Regions from separate parts of the Rattus norvegicus genome. Here region 1 is linked to region 2. A link is a contact called in public Hi-C data. All regions are on one chromosome and are shown on one strand. Each heading gives the region's core, a stretch centred on a gene start, on an enhancer-like site or on the middle of the called end of the contact. The rest is flanking DNA. Distances are from core to core; before and after follow the strand shown.

The links. A called contact is a pair of places that touch in the nucleus more often than the background predicts.
Region 1: a contact with region 2 is called in a Hi-C map of the A7r5 cell line, with 5 times the contacts expected there. The contact joins two enhancer-like sites. A contact is called at or near these places in 4 of 12 Hi-C or Micro-C datasets (the A7r5 cell line, the Rat2 cell line, frontal cortex and 1 more).

The regions. Positions count from the first base shown.
Region 1 is chr18:65,676,973-65,680,514 of GRCr8, reverse strand. No RefSeq gene overlaps it. Among named protein-coding and RNA genes, the nearest start is that of Ccdc68, 140 kb to the left of the region's middle. Within about 2 kb of position 1,529, at least 17 of the 93 cell types and tissues checked have an H3K27ac peak or open chromatin away from gene starts, as enhancers often do.
Region 2 is chr18:65,377,923-65,381,581 of GRCr8, reverse strand. The region is part of intron 4 of Tcf4 (transcription factor 4); the gene reads right to left. Among named protein-coding and RNA genes, the nearest start is that of Tcf4, 160 kb to the right of the region's middle. Within about 2 kb of position 1,626, at least 14 of the 93 cell types and tissues checked have an H3K27ac peak or open chromatin away from gene starts, as enhancers often do.

The sequences.
Region 1 (3,542 bases), core at 280-2,779, 300 kb before region 2:
AGAAGGGCTGATGTGTGGATTTAGCCTGTTCCCTACACATCCAATAGAGAGTTTATCAAGAGTATTACAAATATCTGGGGGTTGGGGATTTAGCTCAGTGGTAGAGCGCTTGCCTAGGAAGCGCAAGGCCCTGGGTTCGGTCCCCAGCTCCGAAAAAAAGAACCAAAAAAAAAAAAAAATCTGTTTCTAATTCTGCCATTCCCTTTGCGGGCTCAAGTACAGGAAAGCCCAAATGAAGTTTGCAGGAGAGCCCCTAACAGAGTCTAACAAGACTTTTTGACAGAGAGAAAAAAAAAAAAGAATGAATCTCAATCTCTTCCCATTGTTAACTGCTCTAAGGAAAATAATCTTTGGCGAACCCCAAATGGTTAAGTGATAATATTTTAGCGATACAAATTCATTACTATGAAGCTGTAATACCTGCTCATTACGGTGTCAGTCAAGGGGACAAGGAGGTTCCTAGGACCATCCATCATCCGTTTTAGGCACTGAATGTCATGGTTGGCATGTTGCCGGGTACACTGCACTGCCTTCTCATCTGCTAGATTCCAACGTGTTTCAGAGTTGGAAGCAACACCTCAACAGACTCCCGCTGTCATAAAAGAACTCACTGTTGGAGGGGGGGGGGGGAGAATGGTTTCAAGCTTCCTTCTGCCTTTGTGGGAAAGGTAAGGAACCAAGATGTATTGGACTTGACAAAGTGTTAGGTAAACAAAGCCTTGAGTATTAACGTTTAGGCTCCAGTGATTAGTGGGGAAGCACAGGCTGATAAGCACGGAGGGGTGTCGCTCAAGGTACTTTAGACTCCGACTGTGTTTATTATCCAGTATCAGTATGGAGATATATGCCTGACTACTTTTATGGTGCCATTTAGAACTTTAAAATAAGCTCTTGTGCTCAGAAAGGGGTTACTAAATTACTCACCCTGTAAGGTTCCCCTCGATTAGCATAATTCTGCCCATTACACGCCTTATCAAGAGCGTGTTTTCATTGTTTGGCCCCGCGTTCTGAAGAGACATTCAGGGATACATGGCTGTGGTGGCGTGTCAATCCTGAAATAGCACCTTTCGATGACTTTGAAATTAAATACCCCTGTATCATTTACAAAGAAAACTTCTCCAGGTTCCCACTCCCCGATGACGAACCCAGTGGATGATATAACTGCTGGCTTGCCACCGAATAGTTGTGAGGGTTTTTTTTTTTTTTTGTTTTGTTTTGTTTTGTTTTGTTTTTAATTTTTTTTTTATTACTTTGAATTCAACTTTTCATTTCTCCAAGAGACGGTGTGGAAGGACTCATGGAAAAGACCTGGGAGAATTCGGGGTTTTCAGGGTTCTTTTGTGCACGGTAAAAAAAAAAGACCACATCTAGGCCAATGGTGAGCTTAACTTTAAGTAGACCCACTAGAGCGGAGAGACCGCAGTGGTCCCTCCATGTAGCCCTGAAGAAGCCTCCTCCGGACTTCCGGTGTCTGGATTCAATCTGCATCCCTCACGCGAGCCATGGAATTCCTGAGCGTACACTAGATGGCAGCATGGTATACTGACCACCTCAGAGGAGCCAGGCCCAGCAGCCAGAGCCCACAGGGCCAGCCCCTAAGGGTGCCAGCATAAGTGTCGTGGGCACCTCGATTTTCTGCAGCACTGTGGATCACAATGGAAATTTTCCCGAGGATGGCAGTCATCGTCTGTGTGGCTTGCTGGGTTTTTTTTGTTTTGTTTTGTTTTTTTTTTTTGCTTTTGTTTTTTATTTGTTTGTTTGGGGAGGGGGGAATGTCTTTTTCCCCACACACACAGAAAGGGGTTTTCTTTGTGCTCCTCCGGCCCACTCATCCTCTGGTTTTGCAAGGTGAGAGCTGTGTGTTTACTCTATGAGAACGGGGGAGGAGGAATGTCCTTTTAGTTGGGTTCCCACAATCTGCCCACTGTGTCCTGGGATGCCAGTTGCTCTTCTTGTAGAACTGAATAGTTCATGTATAAATGCCTCCCAGCGGTATTCTGGTTCCACATTCCCCCTCCCCAAAGGAAAGCAAATTGAGTAGCACTTGCACCCAGAGAGGGAGCATACAAGTTCAAGGGCCCAGCAAGGGAAATCTGTAGTATTTTAGGTCTGAACAGTAGCTCAGAGTTCACCCAAATCAGTCAAAGTCATTTGGCAGATAAGGAAACTGAGACCCAGGCATCTACCCTAAGGCCACACAGCTTGTTTTAAAAAAAAAAAAAAAAAAAAACACGCCAAAATTGAGACAGGGGTTGCCCTATAAGGCCGGTTTCCATTGCTCCCTGTGTGATTTATAGAAAGTCGTAAATCCACAGCACAAAAACCCTCTGAGGTCTGGGACTGAGCTGGATCCCCCACCCCCACCCCCACCCCGTCTCCCGACCCCTGCCCTGTGCAGAGCCACAGTCCAGTCCAGGCCCGACCACTGTGACTTGACTGTGTATCTCCACCACGAAGTCCTTCTTCTCTGTGAGTAGCTACCAGGAGGGACAGGAAATAACTGGGACCAAGGAGACAGACTGAAGCACTGCATCCCTTCCCTAGACATTTTCTCTGAATTAGAGGGGAAAAAGAAACATTCCAGAACTCTCCAAAGTGAACCCATTAGAGCCTTTTGTTTTGTTTTGTTTTGTTTTCCTCGTTTCTCAAAAACATGGTCCACTTTTTTTCCCCTCAGACCTTTGAGTTCTAGTGCAAAGCCACCAACCCGCCAGCCCCGTCCCCGCGGGTTCACCTATCGCTCCATATTGTTGATTTGCAAACTACACAGATTCTTTCCCTAGACCAGCACAGCTTTCACTGTTTCTTCAGACCCTGAGCCTTTTCCCAATTAAGCCACGGAGCGCTTCTCTCTGGTTAGGATTACAAACACCCCAGTCTTCCTCCTGCTCCAGCAGCCCCTCCCTTCCTCTGACACATGGTTCTTTTGATCTCAACCCCAGACCATCACACAGGCTCCTAATTATTCACGAGCCATAAATCATGGCAGTAATGTGGGCCTTGCTAGGGAAAGGAGTGCCGTTGAGCCATAGATGCCTGGAAAATTGGGTGTGTTTAGTGTTTGTGAAGGAGGGTGGGGGGGGGGGAGGCAGGCAGGAAGGAGGGAGATGTTTTAAATGTTTGTAGAAATAGTTGCTTTGATGTTGAGCCCTCCCCCAGAGGAAGTCGACAGTCTGAAAAGTCCGTCTGTACTTTTTCATATTTACAGAGGTAATGAAATCCACGAGTCCCTTGGAGAGGCAGGTGTAAGCAGGGCCCGTGCCAGCGAACACCCAACCCATTTCCGAGCATATGGGCCAAGACCTGTGAACACCTCCGTGTGCTCTCCACCTCTACCTTTTGGTAATTTAATTTTAGGGACTCATTTCCACCGGCAACCTGAACTCTGCTGTGACCTTATTGAAAGGCACTGCTTCTGGTTCGGTTTGGCAGTATTTCACTAGGGAACACGGGGAACCCTAAATTGTTTGTTTCATTTGGCCTGAGCCAAAATATGCTTAGAGAGTCTGTGAGAAGCCAAGTCATTTCACCAACACTGACCA
Region 2 (3,659 bases), core at 377-2,876:
AATGTGATATTTAAGGGAAATGTCCTGTTTGCAGAAGGATTTGGCCAAGGGAGGAAGTCAGGAGCACAGGATGGCAGAGAAAGGAGGAGAGGGAGCGGCGATCAGGGGAAGGATGCAGAGTAGGGGAGGGGCCAGAAACATGACTTCATCTTATCCAAAGCACTCCGGAAACGAAATGTGTCAGTGTTTACGGACAGCAGTCTCCAGGGCTAGAACCTGCAAAATTTATCATCTGAATGTTTTTGGACTGAATCTGAACCATGTAAAGAAAGATATTTTTTAGAGTACTTGTGCATGCCGTGTGCCAGAAGCTGGAGGCTCCGTCACTCTCAAGGGGGTAACTAGCAAGAAAACCTAGCAAAACCTCATTGAAGACCATGGTGACAAGAGAGAGCCACTTGCCCCTCCATGAGAGGTGTTAGGTTGTGATGAGGACTACACGTTAGGATACGGTTATTTGGCGATGTCAAATGAATCAAAATAACATTTTAAGAATGACGCTTATATGATGTATGGAGAATTAATGTTAAAGTCACTGGAACGCAAACCTGGGATGACAGGCCACCAAAAGAGCCTTTACAGGTTATGTTGTCCCTTCGTGGTCTAAGTTCTTCGATGGTTCCATGTCTGGAGGGGCTGGCCTGGGAACTGGGGTTAGGATTTACTTACAAATAAAGAGAAATTTGCAATGCAATCCCCCAAAAAATTCAACGTCCTGAAGTTTCATCTACCACCATTAAGGGGCTGACTCAATCCATAATCTCAGAGATATATAGTAATTACTTACACAAATATAGTTACTATAGAATATGTAATGGAGTGACCCAACAGGCATCACTGCTTTTTGAAGAAGAGCTCATTCTTTAGACAGAGTCCCCTCTCTCCCACTGCCGGGAATGATACTCTCTCCCAAGGGCGCTGTCCACCATGCAGTACAGAGAGGTAGCATCTTCTTAGCTGCCCTTGAATGGTTTCATACCGTGGCCTGGGGTCAAGAATTGTCTGTTCTATCACCATCCCGCAGGCCTTAAGACAGTAGGAAAAGCCAGGCAAAGAAAGAGTGGCTCCATTCAGACAACCTTTCTCACTGGCTGCAGGTGACGGTGGCTCATTCAGATTTCTAAGGAGACTCAAAATGCCCTTGGGATGTAAAGCAACATGGGCTCATTTTCCTAGAAGCAAGGGAGAACTACACACCCCAGCAGGGAGCCCTCTTCTAGGGTTACCCCACAGTCTGACTCCCAGGGTTCACCCCGTGAAATTCTATTCCCAACTCAGACAAACTAGGCTTCGTCGCAGACAGAAGCAGGCCGAGAACAGCAAAGACTGTATGGCTAAGAGCACTGCACACCTTATGTGCCCTTTGAGCCGTCAGTAAGTCCTTTTAAGATGGCAAGACTACACCCACACTGGAACTTATGTTCCCATTCCGATGAATAAATCAGTGACCGGACTCAATCTTAAGTGACTTCATAGTTTCAGAAAATATTTGATTGATGTCTAAAGATGAAATCCAAAGGAAACCCAACAACCCCTGCCCCCATGGCACCCCTCAATACCTTGAGAGTAAAAGAGATTAAGAAGCCTCCGTTCGGAGTCGGTCCCAACAGGAGTGGCCAGCAGAGGGCGCACATGTCCCAACACAGCAGCCTCAGGCTAGGCAGGCACTCCCCAAACCTATTTAAAGCCTTAAAACCTGACCGAATTTAAAAGAGGGGCTAGAGAGCTAGTCACAAAAGTAATCTCAATTTAGGATTACTAAGAAACACAAGTACATTATTATTTAACAGCGACTTTAATAAGGGCTTCTTGGCTGCTGTAGGAGAGCTGTTCTGTAAAAAGAGGTAAATTTCTTTGCGTACAAGCGAGCTTATGTTTCTTCCCAAGACTACTGTGGTTTTAATAGGCCTGTGCGGCCTATATTAGGAATTCTCTACAATACGTGTATTTTTAGAAGTAAAGTAAATGCTAAATTTCTAGCGTGCAGCGTGTGTGTGTGTGTGTGTGCGCGTGTGTGTGTGTGTGTGATTTATATTAAGTCACTCTTTGAAATAGCATCTCTCTTAGTGTGCGTCTAGCCATATGTTCCACACAAAACCATTCATCTTCGTGGCTTACCAGCCACCCAAGTACATAGCATTTCATGTCTAAATCCACATGCGCACACCCCTTATTGTTTTTCCATGTTTGGTGTTCCATCGGTTAGTGCCAAACTGTCTGCTTGAAGCTTCTGTATTTTTCTTGCTTTGGGGTTACAAAAAGTTATTCCAGAAAAGGTGCTCCCAGCTATACGTATGTATGGATCAATCGACAGGCGTTGTTTATTTAAGAGTCTTCCCCCCAAAATGTGAAGACCACCCACCCATCTCTCCCAACATTTTTTGAAACAACAGAACAATTTTAAAATGGAGGGGGGGGGGGGGAGAAAGTACCAAATAAAGAGAAATGTCGAATCCAACACCGTTTTTCTTTTCGGATAAAAAGATTAAATAACCCGCACAAGAGTAGCTTCTCCTTTCAAATAGGTTACAATAAAGGGACGTTTGTCAAATAACTCTCAAACTGGAAGCAAGGCTGGATAATTTCACTTTGTTTATCTACCCCCCCCCATCAATGGCCATTTCAACCTAAGCCCTACCGCTCAAACAAAAGCAGTGGAGCTCTGAGGCATAGCCATCAAGTGATTCCTTTTTTAAAAAAATCAAATCTCTCAGACTTGAGAGATGAACTGGGTCCACGTTGTCTACAAACCAGGTGGCTTTGGTGACACATAGGTCGTGGTAAATGATATGCGCCCTTTAGCTGATGTGGCTCCTCCATTTCTGCATAAGTTAAAATGACGAGGTTTTGTTATTCCTAAGCACTCAATTCCGAACTGTTTGCACAATCTGTTAAGTCCAGGCAGATTTAAATGATTCTGACATGCAGCCCGCCAAGGCCAGTGACGGGGATAATGCCTCTTTACATGGGTAAAATTCTGTGCCACACAGGTCACCCTCTTCGGGGGAATCAACTGTGTGTCTCCTCTTCGCTTTTCCACCGCCATCGTTCATCCTGCAGCCTGGAGCCGAGAGTGAGACGCAAGAAAGGAGCTGAGTGCTCAAAGCAAAAATCTGCTTCCAGGACAATCCATTATATCTGACAAGTTAAATGTTCCATGGTAGGCCATATGGCACGAGAGCAGGCCCGACGATGGAAGGGAAGAACTGGGCAAATGCATCACGATTAAGGAGTTTGGCTACACACTTTAGTCTGAATTACTTTTTTTTCCCCTCTCAAATTGTAAATGTTGCCCCCAAATTTTTCATTTGAGTACCTTTGAAAAGGAGTTTCTTTTGAAAAGACAACCTGTAGTTTGGGGATCAGAATGAAAAAAGGTTAGGGCAGGTGGGTTTCAGAAAATCTTACAGACCTGTAGCCTCGCCATTTCAGTTTCAAGACAAATAACAAGTAGGTTGGAACATGTAAATGAGCCTGGGACAGCACAAAATGCAACCAATTCCCATGTTTAAGTCTCTCTCTAGATAGAAAATAATCTTACAAGTTTCACGGTGAGAATGGGCGTGTTCCCATGTCTTCTGGGGCTTCCTTTAACACTCACCAATGAATTGAATGAAGATGGCCTCTGCATAGCTACCACACATGCTAGGTCCCATGGT